3 separate regions of the Sus scrofa genome follow, and regions 1 and 3 are each linked to region 2. Evidence: chromatin contacts called from public Hi-C and promoter capture Hi-C data. All regions are on one chromosome and are shown on one strand. Each heading gives the region's core, a stretch centred on a gene start, on an enhancer-like site or on the middle of the called end of the contact. The rest is flanking DNA. Distances are from core to core; before and after follow the strand shown.

What was found. Promoter capture Hi-C pulls out the DNA fragments that hold promoters and counts their contacts. Hi-C and Micro-C count contacts between places; a contact is called where the count stands out from the background.
Region 1: a promoter capture Hi-C map of liver shows a contact between it and region 2, with 4 times the contacts expected there. The contact joins the promoter of RRS1 here to the promoter of TRIM55 in region 2. A contact is called at or near these places in 2 of 5 promoter capture datasets (fetal liver and liver), 8 of 47 Hi-C or Micro-C datasets (alveolar macrophages, embryonic fibroblasts, epiblast stem cells and 4 more) and 2 of 2 datasets of contacts at active chromatin or transcription factors (alveolar macrophages and skeletal muscle).
Region 3: a Hi-C map of skeletal muscle shows a contact between it and region 2, with 2.7 times the contacts expected there. The contact joins the promoter of PDE7A here to the promoter of TRIM55 in region 2. A contact is called at or near these places in 1 of 5 promoter capture datasets (liver), 6 of 47 Hi-C or Micro-C datasets (embryonic fibroblasts, epiblast stem cells, liver and 3 more) and 2 of 2 datasets of contacts at active chromatin or transcription factors (alveolar macrophages and skeletal muscle).

What each region holds. Positions count from the first base shown.
Region 1 is chr4:68,286,860-68,289,891 of Sscrofa11.1, reverse strand. RRS1 (ribosome biogenesis regulatory protein homolog) reads left to right here and starts at 1,679. Exons shown (of 1, transcript XM_003125604.4): 1 at 1,679-3,032. The coding sequence starts at 1,804. The coding sequence ends at 2,901. All of the region lies in intron 1 of LOC110260284 (a long non-coding RNA gene), which reads right to left.
Region 2 is chr4:68,529,481-68,532,474 of Sscrofa11.1, reverse strand. It overlaps TRIM55 (tripartite motif containing 55), which reads left to right and starts at 1,586. Exons shown (of 9, transcript NM_001244691.1): 1 at 1,586-1,897; 2 at 2,423-2,595. The coding sequence starts at 1,730.
Region 3 is chr4:68,776,414-68,779,226 of Sscrofa11.1, reverse strand. PDE7A (high affinity cAMP-specific 3',5'-cyclic phosphodiesterase 7A) reads right to left here and starts at 1,317. Exons shown (of 13, transcript XM_021089289.1): 1 at 1-1,317.

The sequences.
Region 1 (3,032 bases), core at 430-2,929, 240 kb after region 2:
CTAATATGACCTTTGACCTAGCTTTGGCCCCAAAGAGTGATTGGTAAAAAAGAGTTGGTGTTGAATGTTAAGACAAAGGCTCAGAAAAACCGCAGCAAATCTTGAAAATGCTTTTGGAAAAGAGAAAAAATATTATAACCCAATTCCTGGGGCATAAAACATGCTCACTAAATGTTTAAAGAGTGAATAAACAAAGCAGAACTGAGGAAAAACAGTGAGCTCAAGAAGAGACGAAACTCAGGGGGGCAGATGTGATAGATGGGGCTGTAGCTAAAGCCCTCTTGAGCTCACCCTCAACTAAATCTATTCCAAACAGCGATATCTATATTCATGGGTTAATTCTCCAACTAATCCCTTCTTCAGTAATCCAATTAAGATAAAATAAAACCTGTAAACCACACAACCAGCAGTGCCTCCCAAACTTGACCATACTCATCACCTAGCTATCTTGTTAAAAATGAAGGTTCTAAATCTTTACATTTGGGGTGAGGCCAAAGAGTCTACATTTCTAAGGCCCAGGTCACCACACCACACTTTTCAAGTATCAAGAGCCTGTAAAACATTGCAGAGAATATTCATGTAGTCTTAAAGCCAGCGTTAAAATAAATCCTGCTCCCAGCTTCCCTAGTTGTAAAACCTTAGACGTCATTTTACCTCTCTGAGTCTTCTGTTGTCATCAGTGGAATATGATGAATTACAGTAACTAACACTTACTGAATGCTTACTATGTGCCAGTAACTAATGCTTCATATTTATTAACTTATAGGACTTATATTAAACAATCCGTCCAAAGCAGGTACAATAAACATGGATCTTATTCTAGGTCGTTTAATTCAAGAGCCTGGTGTTTAATCACTGTGTAAGATTGCCCTTCCAGCCACAGCTCCTCAAGCCATTACGAAGATTAAACAGTAATTGGTATTTAGCTCACCTTCAGAGCACTGATATCCAGACCCTAGAGTAAGCTCCCTTGGGGGCATATTAACTCATTTATCTTTATAGTGGCCCTAGGAGGTAGGTACTATTAGTACTTTCATCTTACGGGTTTTAAAATAGGGCCAAATAAGTTAAACAGTTGAAGTTCAAACACCAGCGCAGTCAAGATTGTAACCAAGGCGGTCTAACAGAAGAGCCAGTCGCTCTTTAGCCACTAGCCAGGAGAGGATGTGAGAGGATGTAGCCCGGGGCGGGGAAGACCAGGCATCGGGCGGCTGGGATGGGGTCACGGCCGTGCCCACTCAGAGCTGCCTATGGCTTCCAAAGCAAACCAAGTCTTCGTCTACACTTGGCTTTAAGTACATCCGTGGGAAGGACCTCTGTCGGCCCACACCCAGGGCCCCATGGGCTCTGGTGAAATATAATTTATCTGTTCCCAAGAAGAACTGACTTAGTAAGTATCTTGAGAACTGACTTAACTTAGTGTAACACAGTCGCTCCGAGACCCCCTTATTCTGGGGCCCCCAAAATTTTCACTGCCCCTCCCTCCCTCACGCCACTGCCTAGTGGAAGCCCCGGTGCCAGTCAAACCTTGGACTTCGTAGTGCGCGGGTTCCTCGCTCCTGCTCCGCCTACATCCGGGCTGGAGCCCAAGGGCCGTCTCTAACCCCATCTGTTCTCCAACACCGCCCTCTGCCGGCCCTTCTTCGGGTCGCCCGCGTTGTGAGCCTTTTCCGGCTGCTCCGGAAGTGGAGCTTTCTCTTCCGGGACGAGCGTCTGGGCGACTGCACGTGGCTGTGTTGCCTTGGCCTTTGCCGGCGCTACTGGAGAATTGATTGGAACTGTTACCCCGGAACAGCCGGAGCCATGGAGGGCCAGAGCGTGGAGGAGCTGTTGGCAAAGGCGGAGCGGGACGAGGCGGAAAAGCTGCAGCGCATCACCGTGCACAAGGAACTAGAGCTGGAGTTCGACCTGGGTAACCTGCTGGCCTCCGACCGGAACCCCCCGACCGGGCTGCGGCATGCGGGACCCACGAAGGAGGCCGAGCTGCGAGCCCTGGCGCGGGACAACACGCAGCTGCTCATCAACCAGCTCTGGCAGCTGCCCACCGAGCGCGTGGAGGAGACGCTGGTGGCGCGGCTGCCGGAGCCCACCACTCGACTGCCGCGCGAGAAGCCGGTGCCCCGGCCGCGCCCTCTTACACGCTGGCAGCAGTTTGCGCGTCTCAAGGGCATCCGTCCTAAGAAGAAGACCAACCTGGTGTGGGACGAGGTAAGCGGCCAGTGGCGCCGCCGCTGGGGCTACCAACGGGCCCGCGATGATACCAAGGAATGGTTGATTGAGGTGCCGAGCAATGCCGACCCCATGGAGGACCAGTTCGCCAAGCGTATTCAGGCCAAGAAGGAACGGGTAGCCAAGAACGAGCTGAACCGGCTGCGTAACCTGGCCCGCGCGCACAAGATGCAGCTGCCCAGCGCGGCCGGCATGCACCCTACCGGACATCAGAGTAAGGAAGAGCTGGGCCGCGCCATGCAGGTGGCCAAGGTCTCCACCGCCTCTGTAGGGCGCTTCCAGGAGCGCCTGCCCAAGGAGAAGGCGCCCCGGGGCTCTGGCAAGAAAAGGAAGTTTCAACCCCTTTTTGGGGACTTTGCAGCTGAGAAGAAGAGCCAGTTGGAGATGTTGCGAGTAATGAACAGCAAAAAGCCTCAGCTGGACGTGACCAGAGCCACCAATAAGCAGATGAGGGAGGAGGACCAGGAAGAAGCGGCTAAGAGGAGGAAAATGAGCCAGAAGGGCAAAAGAAAGGGAGGCCGACAGGGTCCTGGGGGTAAGAGGAAAGGTGGCCCACCCAGCCAGGGAGGGAAGAGGAAAGGGGGCGTGGGAAGCAAGATGAATTCCGGGCCGCCGGGCTTGGGTGGCAAGAGAAAAGGAGGGCAACACCAAGGAGGAAAGAGGAGGAAGTAAATTTCAGCCTCGGACTTGTTTGTAAACCAAGAACTGTACTTAATGTTGACATCTAGGCACTGTAGGGGGACACCAAAGATGTGGCCCCTGCCTTCACTGAGCTTGAAGTTAAAGGGACAGCCTTGCCCTCC
Region 2 (2,994 bases), core at 337-2,836:
TTGGCTACAATGTACATTACTCATTTAAGTGCTTTTCCTGAGGTTGCAAGGTCTTTTACAATAGAAACTTCATTTTGTTTAGAAAAGAGTTCTCATGTCTTGCTCAGACCATCACAGCCCATGTGATAATAAACACAGTTAACGCCTCAGCTAGGTGAACTAATTACTCACTAAAAAAATGTCACCAGTTCTCTCCTTCGCTGTAGTTGCTAAAAAGCTATTGAAAGGAATAAGAAAATTCTCCAAAGATCTCTGAAAGGTTTATGAATACGCGTAACTTATTATTTGTTAATAGAGCTTATTAGATTCTCAGTAAGCGCTCAGTGCACTAGCATGAAGGGCACCCATGACCAGTCACAGCCCCCTACTCTTTGCTGGTAATTAAGTGCACGCTGGGGATGTGCTAACACAAGGTGTTCATTGCAGGAGGTTTTTAAAATCAAGGAGAAATAAAACTGCAAATTTAGCACATAAAAAATAGACGTGTTTCTTTTTCATTTTTGATCTGATTTTAAATATTTAAACAAAACATATAGCTGAAACAGTGGTTTCACAAAATCCCGGCAAATATCAGAACTGAAACTGATGGCTCAAGAAACAGTCCAGGAAATGGCCAGAGAAACTATCATTAAAAAAAAAAAAATCACCTTGGTAAGTGAGACAAATGCCAAGGGGTATAGGTATTTCAGACCAGATAAAACCCAGATCTGGAAGCAGGACTCGGTTTTCATGTCCACTGAAGATGGCCCTGCCATCTGTTCCCCACTGTGTGGCAAAACGAAATAAGGGGTCTGACCCCATGTCCCAGTTACTACTGTATTACTGATTGTCGATGGAAACTAAATTTAAATGTTTAAAGGCTGTCCAATTTTCTGGGCATTTTGGGGGTGGGGGTGGGGTATAGGATGAAAGAGGAGTAGGCAAAAGGGAGGGAAACGCACACTAGAGCTTTCTTTCACAACTTCTAAAAAAACCTGGATCATCAAGTGGCATTTGGATATTTTAAAATTTTGTGGAGCCTCCTATGGTGAAAAGATTAGCAATCAGTTTTTAAGTTGGAATTTTTCGCATTTCCTGACCCTCACAAAGAGGAAGTGGTTAAGACGAAGCGAGGCTTTTTAGATGACTACCTTTGTGAAGCCAGGATGATGCTCTTCAGGACCTGTTTTGTCTGTTTTCACCTCAGGCAGGGGGGTCATTGCTCCTTTTGGTGACTGGCTTCCTAAATTCTCAACACAGAAATGGCTTTCGTTCTACTTGGATGACATTCTCCCCAGTCCTGGAGAAGCCCGTCACCGAGTCCTTATTGAGTGCTCACAGAGGGCATAGCTCAGTGACTCGGCACGAACATTCCCATTTGTTGTTGACAACTGTCAGCGGCACCTCCCGCTCCTCACAACCCCTGTCTAAATGGCTTTTGCAGTCCTCCTTCCCACCCACTCTCTTCACTCCTTGGGCCAGGAATGTTGGCCCCTGTTCCCTGTCACCTGTCAGAATCCATCCTCCTGTCACTGGCTTATATGGAGAAGTCAGCCAGCTGTCACGTGACCCTCGGCTGCTAAAAACAGCTCGAGCACTGCTCTGAACCCCAGCCTGAAACAATGTCCTCCACCAAAAGAAACGTAAAGGACGCTTGATTGTACAATCCTTGGAATTATTTCCAGGAATCACTCGCCGAAACCGTTCGAAGCACGCTTTCCCTGGCAGTGCACACGGGGACGGCCAGGAGATGAGCGCATCTTTGAATTACAAGTCTTTTTCCAAAGAGCAGCAGACCATGGATAACTTGGAGAAGCAACTCATTTGCCCCATCTGCCTAGAGATGTTCACAAAGCCCGTGGTCATTCTTCCCTGCCAGCACAACCTGTGCAGGAAATGTGCCAGTGACATTTTCCAGGTAGGTTTGTTTGGAATCTAGGGGTAGAGGGAAAAAATGTTCTCATCTCCCAATCAAGTGCTTAAGTCTGAGGTGAATTTCTCTAGGAAGCGTTCTAAGGTTGCATTTATTTAAAACAACAACCAAAAAGAAAGACCATTTTTAAAAGTGATTTGCTTTGTGCTTTGCCATCAGCCTCCTCCTGGCTCTCAAATCTAATTTTATTAAAATATTAAGAATCATATTTGTCCTTTTAGAAACATTGAATCTGTTTCAAAATTGTAAATGAATTACTGCCCAAGGCATTACTGTTGGAGTTTCTGGCTGGAACTTTTGGTTATGAAAACGTTAGGTGGAAAAGGACCTCATGCTGAAAATGGCACATTGCAGTTGACCATGGGTGAGGGTTGGTCCTGTGTTTTGGGACCAGTTACTATCTCCCAGCAAGGAGTTGATGTTGTTTGTAGTAACTGAGAGGGAAAGGAGGTCCCAGGAAAGCTACCTGTGGCAATGCTCAATTCCTCTTTTCTTGCTCGGCAAGAACAGGCCTCTAACCCGTACTTGCCCACAAGAGGAGGCACCACTGTGGCCTCGGGGGGCCGATTCCGCTGCCCATCCTGCAGACACGAAGTGGTTTTGGACAGACATGGGATATACGGGCTTCAGAGAAACCTGCTGGTGGAGAATATTATTGACATCTACAAGCAAGAGTCCACCAGGTATGCGCCCCCCTCCCCTGCCCCCGCCGGCCGTGTCAAACACGTTGGAAGCTTGCTTTTGTTTATTTGTTTGTTTTAGTGGGTCGCTATACTGAATGCTTGTTTGCCAATCACGGGCTAATTGTTTTATAGGAAAATGTTTTTCCAAGTCAGTCCTTACCAATGGGAGAGAGAGTTGCTCTTGGGAGGAGAGAAGGAAGCTGGTGCCCATGCTTTTCTATCAATTTAAGAATGAAGTAACTCATTATCACTAATCCAGTCCAGATGGTGATCTTGAAAGAGGCATGATGCTGCCCCTGCTCCCAGCCTGGTATTACATCCACAGGAGACGTTTCTGCACTTCACAGGTCCTTTAGAGCTCCAGAGTCTACACAATAGGAAATTAACAGAAATGACATC
Region 3 (2,813 bases), core at 68-2,567, 250 kb before region 2:
GCGCACTGAGGGTGTAGGGTGGGTGGGATCAGCCTACGCAGGAGGCGCGATTCTGGCCTTTTGACTCCAGAGACCCAAAGCACGCGGCCCACTCGGAGCGCTCAGCCCTGACCCTGGGGTCACCGCCGCGTTTCCCTCCTTGAATTCCCATTCTTGGGCTTCGCTGGGGACCGCTGCGGCAGTGACGTCAGCGGGCCGCGCGGGCACCGTCCTCCCCGCTACGTCACTGCCAGTCTCTCGGCGGGGACTGGCTCGGGCTCCCCGCTAGCAGGTGCGGGGGGCCCGGGCTGTCCCGGGCTGAGGGGCTAAGAGCCGAGCAGAGAATGCGGGCGTGAGGAGGGGGCGGGGAGGGGGTTGGTGGGAAAACACCGAGACTGAGAAAGAAGTGAGAGTACGCACTGGAAAAAATGAGAAAGGATGAACATGAGAAGACAAAGGGGAAAGGAGACTGCATACCCTTTTACCAAAAGTGTTTTTGTTTCTTGGCTTTGATTTTGAGAAGGTGGGAGAAAATAAAAGAACTTTTCGACCTAGTTTGTAAACTGGATATGTAATTTGTAGGTTTATTTTGTCACATTTTCCCCAAAACTGTCAAAGATTTTCAGCTGCAAGCTTTTGTTTCAAATGCATTCCAGCTTCTGGGATGTCAGCCTGAACAAGCACTCCCCTGCCGGCAAAATTGTTGACTTGGCTCCTCTCTCAAAGCACCCACTCTTCCAGTTATGTGCTATGACCAGCCACTGGCAAGGTGGCAGGTCTTTGGAAGTATTGCCTAGCCCGTGCCTGTGAGATCAGGTATCATATGCTCATGATCCCATAAATCAACAGAAGTCTGCAAGACCTTTTATCATCTTTCCATGGCATCTGTTTCTTTTATAGCATTTAAAACTTTCTACCTCCTCATGGTAATTTTCTACTTTTCTGCTCGCTACTATTTTTTTTGGGGGGGGGCGCTTTTTAGGGCCTCACCCGTGGCATATGGAGGTTCCCAGGCAAGGGCCAAATTGGAGCTGCAGCTCCTGGCCTACACCACAGCAATGCAAGACCCAACCACGTCTGCAGCCTATAACACAGCTCACAGCAACGCAGGATCCTTAATCCTTAATGCTGGATCCTTAACCCACTGAGGGAGGCCAGGGATTGAACCTGCAACCTTACGGATACCAGTCCACTGAGCCATGACTGGAACCCTGCTCTCTACTATTAAAAGAATATAACTTCCATTGTGGTTTCATGGATTTTTTTCTTCACTTGATAGTAAGCTCCCCTTTAGCACCCTGTTAACCACCCAGGTTCTTGGACTCTTTAATCAATAGAAATTGATAAGAGGCCAGGCTTTATTCGCTGCAGCAGGAGAGAGTGAAAACAAGCCAGTTCCTTTGCTGGCTCCTGGGAGTGGGTGGGTGTGTGGGGAGTTGGTCCCTTAAATGGGGTCAGGGTAGGGGCAGATCCTCCTGCTGGATGCAGGGATCATGTGCGATACCCTGCTTTTGCTCTCAATATCTCAGCTGAGTTTGGGTCTTTTTGTATCTTGTTATTCATAATTTGCCCCAACTGCAGCATTTGTTCAGGTGTAAGCACTGCAGCAAAGGGTCCCAGGTCCGCAGTTCCAGCCTGTCTCACACCAACTTACCCAACTCATCTTTGAAACCCCAATTACTCCCACAACATCCAGTAGATGTATGGAGCATCCTCTGTATTTTCTCTTATTTACTTCTGACAAAAACCCCGTAGAGTAATAGTTTCTAAATTGAAGCTGGGCTCGGAGTCAGAACTTGCCTTAAATCTCCCACAGATAAATGGCAAAACTTACCTCAAATAATGTTGAGTTTTGTGTCATCTAAACACCCAGAAGGTAGTATTGGTGTGATACTAGACAATATATGCTGAAGTGACTCTGTTCCATTAAGTCATTCAATAGGACTCAGGGCACTAACCAATGCATCTCCCTCCAACAGAGAGGTGAGCTAATATGTACTATGTATTCACTGTGAAACACTATGGGTATTCTACATACAATCTTCAACTTAACCCTACACAACAGCCACTATGGGAACTCCTACGTAAGTAAAAACTTGATCGCAATTCTACAGATGGGGAGTCAGGTTTCAAGACCCTAAATTGTTTGTGCCACCAATCTCTGTTCTGTATGACCTCAGAGCCATGCATTTTCACCAAACCATGTGGTTTCTCAAGACCAGAACTTCAACTCTTCACAGTATACTTTATCGTATTGGAAAGTATATTAGCATTCTTCAGAAAAGCAGAACTGGAGTTCCCACTGTGGCTCAGCTATAGTGGACCCAACTAAGAACCATGAGGATGCAGGTTCAATCTCTGGCCTTGCTCAGTGGGTTAAGGATCTAGAGTTGCCCTGAGCTGTCGTGTAGGTCACAGACTCAGCTCAGATACCACGTTACTTTGGCTTCGGTGTAGGCCGGCAGCTGAAGCTCTGATTGGACCCCTAGCCTGGGAACATCCATGTACTGCAGGCACATCCCCAGAAAAGAAAAAAAGAAAGAAAAAGAAAAGCAGAACCATACGATATACTGGGCCGGGTGGGGAGGGGGGTGCAGAGCTTGATTTGTCGCACATGCACCTCACCCAGGATGAAGACAGGCTGGAGGAGCTGCAGGCCTAGCTCTGGCCTCTTGCCAATGAGGTGAGTTGGATCACATGCGCAAAATCACCTTGGTGCCTGGGACCCTTCAGGGTCTTTTCAGGTGTAAAGACCGGATGCTTCACTTACACTTTTCATTTCTTTTGTAAATTTCTATTGTAGTCAACCAGAACTTACACCTTAAAAGAAAGAG